Linked DNA regions of Muntiacus reevesi: region 2 is linked to region 1. Evidence: chromatin contacts called from public Hi-C data. All regions are on one chromosome and are shown on one strand. Each heading gives the region's core, a stretch centred on a gene start, on an enhancer-like site or on the middle of the called end of the contact. The rest is flanking DNA. Distances are from core to core; before and after follow the strand shown. Region 1 holds the start of STAMBP (STAM binding protein). Region 2 holds the start of DCTN1 (dynactin subunit 1).

Region 1 (6,866 bases), core at 1,160-3,659:
TTTCTCTGATTTAGAAAACCTGGTAAATTTAGCCAGGTTTTCAGATCAACAGTCCTTCGTTGAATAATCGATTAATGTCAGTGTGTTAGAGTGTCTATCTGGCAGGAAAACCCTACTCAAAATTAAAATAGTAGTTCTTTCACAAGATTAAAAAATGTAAGTTAATGAAATAATGAGGCAAAAGATGTTTTTTAGTATAGCAACTATTTTTAGAATTTAAAGAAGTTGTGGGTACTCTTCCAGACAGCAATAGAACAAAATCATTCAATTACTGGGTAATACAATCCGACCCTAAAGCAAATAGGTTTCTATTTCAGTTTTAAATAGTTTAGTCTTTGTTAAGCACACCCATTTATGAAATAGTATGTGTAGATAAATAGAAAAGTTCTTGACAATTTTGCAGTGGTCAAAGCAAGCAGGTTCATCGATATTATATAGTGGTCATCAACAACTCAGTTGACACGAGTTGGAGCAAACTCCAGGAGACAGTGAAGGACACAGCAGCCTGGCATGCTGTAGCCCATGGGGTCACAAAGAATTGGACATGACTGAGCAACTAAACAACAACAACAATATAGTGGTAAAGAACAAATACATATTGATATAATATTTCTAGATAATCAAATATTAAACATATTGGGCTTTAGTCTACTGACATATTTTTTTAAATTTATTTTTAATTGAAGGATAATTGCTTTACAATATTGTGTTGGTTTCTGCCATACATGAACATGAATTAGTTTACTAATATTTTTTAAAGTTTATACAGCTGAATACTATACCTTGAAGCAAGGGATAAATTCAAATATCATTTTAATATTGAAACAGTTTTAAACGCTAAAACTACGACAGCCAAGATCTAATATTGCTAACCTAAAACAAATATACACCTGCTTTTTGCAATGGTAACTGCAAATTTTATGATAGCAACAGAGTCAGGTAATCTACGAAAACCTAGAAATTTCTAGTGAAATGCTGAAGAGGTCTTTTCTTAATGAAGCTTTGAAAGTCCTACAGTCTGAAAAGGAAATGGTTACAAAATAAATGCTTTTCAAATTTACAGATAAAATTTTATTGTAATATATGCTAAAAAAAAATTAGGGATTTCACTGGTGGACCAGTGGTTAAGACTCCATGCTTCCAATCAGGGAGCATGTGTTCAACTGGTATCCCACAGGTTGTGTTGAATGGCCAGAAAAAAAAAGTTAATACAATAAAATTTTAATGGCTTAGCCAGTAATCAAAAAAGAACTCGAGGGGCTAAAGTGGTGTCCTAAAGTTTGCAAAATGAAATTTACCTTTAGATCCTACTAGTGGAAACCACTAGAATGACTGCTCAGTTCTCCAAATACTCTTCCTCTGAAAACCTTGTCACTGATCAGGATGGACCTTAACAGCCAATGAGTCCTACGTGGCCTATCTCTCTGGCTACAAAGGTTTAAAACAGAACTCGACATGACCTTTCTGAATGTGGCAATAAACAAAATTAAGGTGAAATTAAGAGCTGAGATTTGAGTAATTTCTAAAAAAAACAAGTGAATGGAAATTTAGGGAAAGCAAATTTCCACATAGAGAAAACCCGAGGATGTGTATTTAGCGTAAAAACTTTAAAGACACAGCTCATCTGGTTTTCCAGTGACTTTGTAATATAAATAGGGTATTATTAGTCTGGTAGAATAGGTTTCAACATGCAATCAATCTTGATAAAGCTCATAGAATTTTCTGCAGAAAACTAGGATACCCTAGCTTTTAGGACTGACATAAATATATAACACGTGCTTCCCAGGTGGCGCTAGTACTAAAGAACCTGCCTACCAATGCAAGAGACATAAGAGATGCAGGTTTGATCCCTAAGTCAGGAAGATTCCCTGGAGGAGGGCATGGCAACCCACTCCAGTATTCTTGCCTGGAGAATCCCAAGGACAGAGGAGCCTGGCAGGCTCCAGTCCATAGGGTCGCACAGAGTTGGACAGGACTGAAACGACTTAGCACGCACGCACAAACATGTAATTCATCTGCACAAATGTGGAGGACACAAAGGCATGGGGTAAGCATGAAGGTTACCAGGCTAATTTCAATACATGTATGATTTATGCAACAGATTTTATCTGATTTCATACTTCTTAAGCTTTCCCAAGGGATGTCGTATTACAACTTGTGTAGCCTTTCCCTGTGTCTGTACTAACCTAAAAGAAAAGCTAGCTTGGTCATTGGGTCCTGTGCCCGTTTCCTCTTCTTCGCTGCTTGATTTTCCTTTACTAAAATGGCCCCGCTCTCTCCTCATTGGTGTTTTCTCCCCCGCAGGTAGCAGCCCTAGCTCCGCCCACGAGTCGCCGCTCGGGTCCTAAGTTCTGGAGACTGTAACTCCCAGACCAGCGGCAGGGGGCGGGGCGGGGCGGGGCGGGTGCCGGACGTGACGTTTTCGGAAGCGCCGAGAGTCGTCCGCGGGGCGCAGGTGGGGAAGGGTCCCGGCAGTGTGGTGGGGCTCGGGTGCCGAGCGTAATCGGAGTCTGACGGGGAGCGGCCACCGTGAGTGTGGGGCCTGCAGCCTTCTCCTCCCTGCGCCCCCTGCCTGGCCTGTCACGCGCGAGGCCCCTGACGGCTCCGGTCCCCAGCTTGGCCCGGCGCGTCCCCTCCTACCGCACGCGATAGACGCGAAAACCTTGAATAATTTTGCCCGGCGTTGACAACTTGGGCTTGAGTGCCTTGGAGAAGGCCTCAAGCAGTTGTCAGTGGACCCTTCTCCGCTGTAAACGCCCCCTTCGCTCATTCCTGGTACTTCCTTTCGCGTCCCAGTCATCTTCCCCCGCCTCGGGTTTTTCCGCCTCTTTCCCTTCTTGTTTTCGGACGCTACATCTCCTCTTTGGAGTGTTGCTCAGTCTTGTGTGGGGCAGCACTTGCTGGCCTTGGGAAGGGGTTTCATTCTCGACCAAAAGATCCTCTCCCGAGAGGTGACAAAGAGCAACAACCTTCTTCTGCTTCAGTTAGCTTTGATGCACTGAGTTTACTAATTAGGCAACTTGGGGAGGTTTTAGACTTACTAGTGGCTTCTTGAGCCCCTGAAAAGACTCCCACAGAGGTGGAATGCCTCTGCATCCCTGGTAGTCCCCACAACTTTTGTACCCTTAGGGTGTTTGAGAAGAAGCTTGGTGGAGGAAGTGTGACCTGGAGATAGAATTGGCTTGGAGAAAATCATCTTTGAGGGAGTGCTTGGAATGGAAAACAACAGTAGATAGACAAATGAAACAAATGTGAGGATTTCTGGGCAGATAAGAATCCTGACTGAAGCAAAAGGTCTCTGTTGGCAATGATTAAGGTTTAAAAGGACAAAAAGTAAGGTTTAAAAGGACCAAATGGGGCCAGTTGACACAGGGCCTTGAATTCCAAAATCTGCTGTAGCTTGTGTATTCTACAGCATGCTGGTTGTGCTGTGTTGCTTCAGGCATGTCTGACTTTGTGACCCTATAGCCTACAGCCCACCAGGCTCCTTTGTCCATGGGATTCTCCAGGCAAAAATACGGGCGTGGGGGGTGTGCTGCAATTGAGTATGCATCAAATACTCAGAATCTTTTTGGAAGTGATGTAGAGTGATATCTGATTGGAAGAAAGAATCTGATTCGAACAGCAACAGTATCAAGAAAGATTGTAGAATGACTGCAACCTGAGACCCAGGGAGGGAAAACTCCCAGGATGTTTTTGTTGTTGTTGTTGGTTTGGGTTTTGCCTTTCAAGTTACCTTTGTGTCCTTTTGTTATTCAAAGAGTACTTAGTCTTCGAAGATATATTTGGGTAAACTGTTTTCTAGATCTAGATTCCTTACCCTGAAATGATGATGATGTAGATTGACTGGACTAGTGGTTTTATGGGGAGAGTCGGGATTATAAATATTCATACTCACACCATTTCCCCTCACTGACCTTGTGCTAAAGCGTGAAAAGTTGTAGACAAAGTCTGTTACTCTCAGGTTAAATGATCAACTTAAAGTCAGTTAACAATCATCAGGAAATGTCATTGAGTATTCTGTCAGATACTGGGATGGGTGGAAGTGGGTAGCTGGGAGGAGAGATAGTGGAAAAAATACAAGATACTGTCTGTCTTCATGGTGCCGAGGTCTGGGCCACCTAATGACAGGGAATGGTTAGCATGAAGAGAGAACTGAAGCCCTTGGGGCTCATTATAGTTATACTCTTTGTACCACCTAATCATGCCACAGGCATTATGGGTTTCTGAGTCTGTCAGTCCTTTCATCCTTGTGAAATGGGCTTTCTTGAGAGTCTCAGGCTTCTTGTGGGAAAGAGACCTTTATTAAAGAGACCTTTAATATGAGCAACAGCATGTGGTGTTTTTCTCTTAATTTCTTTGTAAGGTAGAGGTTTGTTGAGATAAACACCTGTGCTGAGGTGACAGGGGCCTTGGTATTGATGCCATCTTTTGTTTATTTGTTTCAGGACTTCTTGGTCCTCATGTCTGACCATGGAGATGTGAGCCTCCCACCCGAAGACCGGGTGAGGGCTCTGTCCCAAAGGGGTAGCACAGTGGAGATAAATGAAGACATTCCACCCCGCCGGTACTTCCGCTCTGGAGTGGAGATTATCCGAATGGCATCTGTTTACTGTGAGGAAGGCAACATTGAATATGCTTTCATCCTCTATAACAAGTATATCACGTAAGACACCTCCGGTTTCCTTTTTCTTTTCTGGTGACTGATGCCTCACTCATGGTGCTCTTGTGCTCATTTATGTCTGCTCAGAATCACTAAAACCAGAGAGAACTTGACAACATCATTATCATTAATCATTTTTGCTGGCAGCTCCTACATATTAGCTGTTCTTGACATTCAAAGACATGGGTACTGAAAGTGTTGTTTTCATGACTCAGTAATTTCATGAGTAAGAGACCTAGCTCTTTGGGCTGTGCCCACATGGCCCAGCTGTTAGGCAAGAGAGTTGGTGTTTAAACTATACATGTTTTGTATTGATGAAGGTTTTTTCCTATCCCCTCTCTATTAAGGCAGCCAATCAGAGGATTATTGTTGAGGTTTAGCAGAGCCAAAATTCCTCAGCACTACTTATTTTGTAGCAAATTGAGTGTCTCAGGAAAGAGTTTTTTCTTAACCTTTATCATAATCATGTAAATCATTAAATAAGTATTGGCCACCTACAGTTTGTATAGCTCATCATAAGACCTTTCCCTTGAGTTGCTTAGCCTCTTGCAGCATGAATTGAAGATTTCAGTTAACAGGAACAATTGCTAAAGTCCCAGTGACACTGGAAAAGATGTATAATTTAGGAAGGGAATAATAATGTTAAAAGATTCCATTTGTAATTTCTAGTCTTGTCCTTTCATAATAGTAGGACCTTAAGATAATAATAATTACAGTGTATTTGTATAGCTCTTAAATAGTTCATAGAAATTTCACCTGCATTTGTGTCAATTGATCTTCACAGTTCTGTGTGCACTGTGTGGGGCACATCGTCCTTCCATTCTGCAGATCAGGAAACACCTTCCAAGTTCAGTGGTAGGCTTTATTTCACAATTTGGAGTGGCAAAACCTGGATTTTCCAACTCTTAATTCAGGATTCTTTCTACAACATAAGTCTTATTCTTTTTGTTTTCTTTTTGGTGATGTTTCTTGAATTGAAGGTAGTCTTTTGAATTATAGTCTGGAGACACACTAATTTTGGGTTATTTTTTACTGTTTTTTGAATAGGTAACATGTGCATGTAGTGTAGAATTCAGAAGGCACAAAAGCGTATATGTATTTAAAAACTTAATTTCCCTACCACTCCTCTTTTCCCCCAAACCTTTAGTTCCCCTCCCCACAGGCAGTCACTCTTACTAGTTTCTTACATGTTCTTCCAGAGGTGATGGATGCATGTTAATTATATGATATTAAGTTTTTGATCACATACTGCTCTAAAGCAGTGCTTGTCAACTTTGGTGTTAGTGACATTTTGGGTTGAACAGTACTTTGTTGCACGGAATGGCCTGTGCACTTTATTGTGTTCAGCAGCATCTTTGGTCTCTCTACTCACTAGCTGCCAGTAGAACCGCTTACCCCCGAGTTGTGACAACCCAGAATGTCTCCAGATATTACTAACGCTTTCTGAGAGGCAAAACTGCCCCAGTTGAGAGCCACTACTCTGAAGAAAAGGAGGTGTAAGAGTGAGTTGCCTAGAATTCGTATTGTAATTTTAGAATGGAACAAAGGGAGTGCTGTGGTTTTTTGAAGTTTATAAGTCGCATCTGTTTCCTCAGGGATGTTGCAGTCCATCCATATCACAGTTCCCTGGTATGTGGCCTCAAAGCCGATAAAGTTTCATAGAATTATAACTACATTTCTCCCTCTCTTTGCTATTAGGAATTTTTCATTCCTAGGCACAATGGGCACAAAATTTATTTCCCTGAGACATTTCTCTGGCTATTGTCCTCCTCTTCATTTACTCTGCTGCTGGTAGAAATAGTATATTTCCAGTAATTTGTAGACAGATCTCAGAATGAAGGGCACAGTTCCTTTGGGAAATTATAGTTGAGTAAGTGCAACAGAATCATGGAATCACCCTACCAGGTATTTTCTGAAGGGCCTTCTGGGTCTTGTTGTTCCACATAGAAAGTGCTTTGAGGGTGAGGATCATATTCATTCAGCAGATATATATTGTGTATATTTACTATCTACTTGACACTGCAGTAAGTCCTACGTACATAGTAAATAAAATGGCCCTTGCGCTTATTCTCATTATGGGAGAAGACAGCATACAGGTAAGCAAAGAAATATATGGTAACAAAATAGGGAAAACGCTTTAGAAGCAACAGAGAAAGTGCTGTGGTAGAAAATAACCATGGATATCTAATTCAATAGAGTAACA
Region 2 (6,866 bases), core at 1,429-3,928, 570 kb after region 1:
CACTCTCATGTTCAGTCAGGCCCAACTTATCAATTCTTTCTCAGTATTGTCTCTTGCATTCTTCCTTTCTCCTCCGCTACCACCACCATCACTTTGGTCTGCCATGTAATAGCTTTGAGAATTAAGACAAATCGTTTACCCTCTTTGGTGCCTTGTCTATAAAACAGGGTTGCCTACCTTGCAGGAAAGGTTGTCTGTGAAAAGTTCTGTAAAGTGTTACATAAACAGAAGGCATTACTATTATCATCATCCCAGGCCATCTTTACTGGTATGTGAAGTCTATCTGGCTCCCTGCCTCTCTCCTTCCTCATTTCCAACCACATTATACACTACAGGAGGACTCCTACACACTCTAAAATATTGCTTTGCCCCAAATCTTTCAGTGACATAACATTTCTTGCTTGAGTCAAACTGTTCTGGATCTGACATACGCAGTGTCATCTCCGCACCACTGTCAAATGCTTAGGATGCCTCCCCTGGTTCTGCAAGTCCCACTCGTCCTTCAAAGTCCTGCTACAAGCCCACTACCCTCCACCCAGGAGGAAGAGATTTTAAGAGACAGGAATCTGAAACAATGCCAGGGAAGAATAAAGGACAATTCAGTTTGGGGAAAACATAGTAGACACACTGTCATCTCACACTTTAAGAATCTTTTTTTTTTTTTTTTTTTTGGCCATGCCACACAGCTTGTGGGATCTTAGTTCCCTGAGCAGGGATTGAATCTGACCCTTGGCAGTGAAAGAACGGTCCTAACCACTGGACTGCCAGGGAATTCCCAAGGCTCATCTTTTAAAGAGGATTATATTTTTTATTTCTTTGATTCTAAAAGATAAGCTAGGATCAACAAGATGGAAGTTATAGAGATGTATTTTAGCAACATGAAAAACTTCTGTATTGAGCTATCTCGTGATGAAACGGGATGCCTTACATGCAGTAAATTCCCCATTACTAGAAATGTTCAAGCCCAAACTGGCCATTGGGCAAGAATATTTTAGAAGGAATTCAACTATCACAAGGTCTGAAAGAAACAGTAGCGCTCTTCTAGTCCAGTCTCCTATTTTATAGGCCAGACAGGGGAAGAGATTATTCAAGGCAGCACAGCTTGTTCTGGAGGGCAAGGAATAGAACATGGTCTCTTTCAACCCAGAGACCTACACCCTTGTACTCAAAGTGTATGTGGTCCATGGACCATCAGCATCACCTAAGAACTTGTTTAAAATGTAGAACCAACCAAAGCACGTACTTTAACAAGACCCCTAGAAGTACGCACCATTCAAGTTCAAAAAGCACTGACCTAAACTGCCCCTTCCAAATCTTGAGTTTCCAATTCTGGAACTCCATTTCCCAAATTGTCTTATATGCTAAAGAGGCTATACCCAAGAAAAACAGCATTTTCCACCCAAATTTGGGAAACTCCATACTATACTTCCAGTGGGAAATTCTTGGTAAAAATGCTATCAGCATATTGAAAGCTGAAGTTTCTAAACATACTCATGCTGCATGCTAAGTTCCTTCATTTAAGCCGGACTCTTTTGTGACTCCACGGACTATAAGCCTGCCAGACTCCTCTGTCTATGAGATTCTCCAGGCAAGATACTGGAGTGGGTTGCCATGCCCTCCTCCACAGGATCTGCCCCACCCAAGGATAGAACCTGTCTCCAGCATTGGTAGGGGAGTTCTTTACCACTAGCGCCACCTGGGAAGAGAAAATTTGAACCATGAAGTTTCTAAACATATTTGAGCACAAAAAGCCTTTTGGGAAAAAAGTCATCATCTACTACTATCGTTAACAGCCCCGTGCCATGGGCTTCGGCCGTAATCTAGGTAAAGGACGTCAACCTTCGCCTCATTGTTCCCTGACTCAGTGCTTTAAGCATACTGGACTGCCAAGGGGTCAAGATGAGCTTGCTGGTCTCCACACCGTAACAAAAGACGGTAAATTTCTAAATCACCGTCTCTTTAAAAACAGCGGAACTCCTCATCTGTGTGATTTAGTGAGGGATGCGCAACATGACTGCTCAAGAGTCACCCTGCCAGTTAAGGCGGACCCCAGGAATGGGAGACAGACACACCAAACGCATATCGGCCTCCAGCTTTAGTCCTCTATTTTCTTTTTTCTGTTTGACACAACTTTTCAACCATGTGCCCCACTGGAAACCTGTAGCTTGGAATAGGTTCAGGGGTGCCTTGCACGTTCCCAGGAAAGGAGGGGAACCCCTGCAGTTCCGGAAGAACTGGGAGACGCAATCACTCTGACCCCGCCAGGCTGAAGAGCTCACATGGGTCAGACCAGGCCAGACCCAGGCGGGTGCCCACCCCCACCGCGGCCCACCCCTGCCGACCCCTGCCCGGCACACCGGGCTCCCGGCCGCGCCCAGGCGAGCGCCGGGCCCCCAGACCACAGCCAAGAGCCTTGCGAACTCGGCAGGGGAGGAGGCAGTTGCCATGGTCGCCGCCTCCGTACCTGTACTGTCAGGGGCTCCGCGCCCGGCTCCGGGCCCCACTGGCGACCGACGCCCAAGCCTTAGCGGGGTCCCACCCCGCCCGCACGGGCTGCCCGCCGTGCCGCCAGACCCCTGGAGCCCCACTCCAGGACCTCTAGTCTCTGAGGCCCAGAGGTGTTCTGGGTCGGGGGGAACACGCTACTCTTCCCGGAAGACCAGCCCCGGTTAAACCCTGCGCGCTGAGCGCAGCCGGGGAGACTTCGATCAGGCACAAAGCTGGACACCTGGAGCGAAATTTGCGCGTGCGTACTGGACGGGCAGCCGATGAGGACCACGGGGGAGGCCGCGCGGCGGCCAGCGCCCTCTGCCGGCAGACTGTAGACGACGTAGAGACGGCCTGGAGGACTCTTGCTTTGGTCCAAGTTCCCCCAGAGACTCGCTACGCTTTTGAGTGCTGGGCTATTAATTCAAACAATAGTGGTAAGTGTAAAATAATGAAAATTTACATGATAGACTATGGTAGTTTTTTCTTAAAAACAAACAAACAAACAAACACTTGGGCCGGGGGGTGCGGCAGCGGCTGGGCACTTCAGCTTCGCGAAGGCTTGCGGCGCGCGCCCCGACCCGCAGGCACCTGGCGCCGTCCCGCCAGGCCGCCACGGCTCCCCGGATGAAGGTCAGCTCCGCGGTCCCGGAGCCTGAGAAAGAGCCCAAGTGGAGATCTGCGAGATTGCCAGCTAAATCGGCTCCTGCAAAAGTGGAAACGAAGCCGAAGAAGGCGGCAGGAAAGGAGAAATCTTCAGAGAAAAGTCAAACAAAAGGGAACAGCGGGAAAACAAGCCGAAGTGGCTAGCCCAGCCTCTCAAGCAGAGGAAGCCAAATCTGATTAATATCACACCCTATCCTATCAGTGGTCCGTCTCCCTTCTTGTACAATCCAGACGATTGTTTTTATCAACTATTTTGTAAATGCAAGTTTTTTGACAGCTCTAAAAACACTTTTTTTAAAAAAGAAAGAATCCTCCCTCATTCCACTTTTTAAGTGTAAGTGCTTTTTTTTTTTTTTTTTTTAAGAGGTGCAATCATTTGCTGGTTCTTTATTTTTTGGTTCAACCAGAAAATAGTGGGATATTGAATATGGGAGGTTTTGATTGTCATGGGTGTCAGCTTAACATTCCATAAATTGAGGTGAACTTTTATACTGTATAATACAAAGCACAGTAAATGGCACTTTGGAGTCAATTGTGCATTCAGTGTCTTGGATACTAAATTACTTCTCTTCCCATGTTTTTAGTAGAATTGTTTCCTACAACAAACCACTGCTTGATCTTGGCTATTCTGGTCAGAATTTTGTGCACTCTGTAACAACTTTAGTCGTGGTAATTCAGTTCTCCTAGTAACATTGTTAATGTGCTGTGTAGGACTGAAAATTTGAGTATGTAGTATGACTTTAAATTGTGACTGGTGGAACTTTTGATCTTGTACTGGATATCCTGTTAAGGAAAATTTGCCTCCAAATTTAAGCTGTAAAGTTGTAGAAAAACTATTCAGAAAAGAATCAAAACTACATGATTTTTTTAGATTTTTGGTATGACTGTTAAGAATTATGTACAAATTGAAATGTCTGTGTACTGATCCTCAAAACAACCAATAAAATCTGTTATAAAAAAAAAAAGAAAACATTAGAAAGTACAAATTCCCTGACACAATGAATACACTTCTAATTATGCCAAAGAAATGAAAAAAAAAAAAAAAAATAGAACAAGTGTTCAGACATTTGTACAAGGATGTTGGAAGAGTCAGGGATCTGATAGATAGTGGGTTCAAATTCGGTTTACCCACTGTCTCAGACCTTGGGTTGGTTACTTAACCTCTCCCAACCTCTGTTTCCTCTTTCATAAAATGAGAATGTTAAGGATAGAACCTACAGTATTTGGTTGTTTGTAAGTTTGAGTGGATTCATGTAAAGAGCCTGAACTGTAACTATTGCAATATTATGTTTGTCTCAGTTAATCTCAGATTGAAAAATAACCTGAAAAATCCCTAAAATTGTTGGTGGGGTGGAAGTGGGGGTGGTAAATGGTAGAAAGGATGAACTGGGCAATCTCCCCACTACTGCCCCTCTTTTCCCATTTCATCGTCTAAGTATTTCTGGAGAGGACTCTTGAAAGTCCCTTGGACAGCATGGAGGTCAAACCAGTCAATTCTAAAGAAAATCAACCCTGAATATTCATTGGAAGGACTGATGCTGAAGCTGAAGCTCCAATACTTTGGCCACCTGACTCGAAGAACCGACTCATTGGAAAAGTCCCTGATGCTGGGAAAGATTGAAGGCAGAAGGAGAAGTGGGTGACAGAGGATGAGATGGTTGGATGGCATCACCGACTCAGTGGACATGAGTTTCAGCAAACTCCAGGAGATAGTGAAGGACAGGAAAGCCTGATGTGCTGCTGTCCATGGGGTCACAAAGAGTCAGACATGAATAAACAGCAAGTATTTCTTGTTATTATTCTAAATAGATAATGCACTAGTGTGATTCAAAAAAGCAAAACAATATTAAAAGTATGCACTGAGAAAGCTCACTGCAACCCCTCCCCTATCCACTCCTTCCTCCTTGCACTCTGCACTTAACCCTTGGTGTCAGTTTCTCTATTAGCAAATTGCTCAGCAAGTTGCTCAATTTCTTACTCCTCCCACTTCTTATGTGCAAGACAGCATACTATATACACGTGCACCTTACTTCTTCACTTAACAATATATCCTGGAGACCTTTCTAAATCAGTAAATAGAGGATCTTCCTCATTCATTTTTTGAGCTGCACAGTACTCTGTTGCATGGAAACGTGATTTGTTAACCACCCTCTTCTAGTGTGATACCAATTTTTGCTATTGCAAATGATGCTACAATGAATCACCTTGTACATATGACATTCCATATGTGAGCAGGTTTATCGTAGGATACATCTGGGCCAAATATTAAATGTAGCTATGATTTTAATAGAAATGGTCTTTATCCCCTGCGGTTAAAAAGAAATGGTATAAAATATAAAGGCTTTTAAAGGCACAGTATACATGTATTTTTTTACTGTGGTAAAACATACATAAAATGTACCATTTTAACTATTTTTAAGTGTACAGTTCAGTGGCACTAAGTACATTTACCTTATTTTGCAACTATCTCCAGTATCCGTCTCTACAATTTTCTCATCTTTCCATATGGAAACTGTATCCATTAGACGCTAATTCCCCTTTCTCCCCTCAGCCTAGTCTCTGGTAACAAGCATTCTACTTTCTGTCTCTATAAATTTTACTTTTTTAAGTACTCCATATAAATAAAATCATACAACATTTTTCCTTTTGTGTCTGGCTTATGTCTTCAAAATGTGTTCATGTTGTAGTATGTGTCAACATCTCTTTCCCTTTTAAAGCTGAAGAACATTCATTACATGTGTGTGTGTGTGTGTGTGTGTGTGTGTGTGTGTGTGTACACACACACACCACATTTTGTTCATCCATTCACCTGTAATGGATTTGATGGATTTGGGAGTTGTTTCTAGCTTTTGGCTATTGTAAATAAGCACCTTTAAAAAAAAAAAAAAAGTACATACCTCATTGGAGAAGGAAATAGCAACCCACTCCAGTGTTCTTGCCTGGAGAATCCCAGGGACCGGGGAGCCTGGTGGGCTGCCATCTATGGGATAACACAGAGTCGGACACGACTGAAGCGACTCAGCAGCAGCAGCAGCTCATACCTCATTTATCCCATCCCCAAGATCCTTACTCAAAGTAACTTGATGCCATTTTTTGTTTTTGGATCCAGAGTCAGCCTGACTCTGAAATTGCAAGCATTGTAGATGCAAAGAGCAACTTTGTATACATACTGTTCTAAACCTTGGTTTTTTTTTATTGAAGTATAGTTTATTTTACAATGTTATGTTTCTGGTGTATGGCAAAGTGATTCAGATATATGTATATATGCATATATACATATATAGATATTCTTTTTCAGATTCTTTTCTATTGTAGGTTAATACAAGATATTAAATATAGTTTCCTGTGCTGAACCTTGTTTTTATCTCCATGGGACACTACATCTTGGAGGTTTTCTGTATTAATACATCTTGATCTGCTTTGAATTTGTTTTTAAATATGTATTTTTAAATTGAACTGGAGCCATCTCTCTGAGTGCTTTAACAACCTTTAACAGATATGCTGAGTTTTCATGTGAAGATGCCAAACCTTGGTTAGAAGCGGGGTAGTGATACAAGAAAGACCCAAATCCTTTTCAACATCGTGAAAAGGGGTCTGAAGACATGACATACAAACAGGAGACATATTGTTTCTTTTATATTGAATTGGACTGAGTGGTCTTCGAAGAAAATTAATACTGTCTCTGTCTTATGTGTATTTTCACAGGTGGCCTG

What was found. A called contact is a pair of places that touch in the nucleus more often than the background predicts.
Region 2: a contact with region 1 is called in a Hi-C map of muscle, with 6 times the contacts expected there. The contact joins the promoter of DCTN1 here to the promoter of STAMBP in region 1. A contact is called at or near these places in 2 of 3 Hi-C or Micro-C datasets (blood and muscle).

Annotation. Positions count from the first base shown.
Region 1 is chr3:90,959,591-90,966,456 of mMunRee1.1, forward strand. It overlaps STAMBP (STAM binding protein), which reads left to right and starts at 2,410. Exons shown (of 10, transcript XM_065929570.1): 1 at 2,410-2,455; 2 at 4,449-4,666. The coding sequence starts at 4,464.
Region 2 is chr3:91,529,344-91,536,209 of mMunRee1.1, forward strand. It overlaps DCTN1 (dynactin subunit 1), which reads right to left and starts at 2,679. Exons shown (of 30, transcript XM_065929593.1): 1 at 2,465-2,679.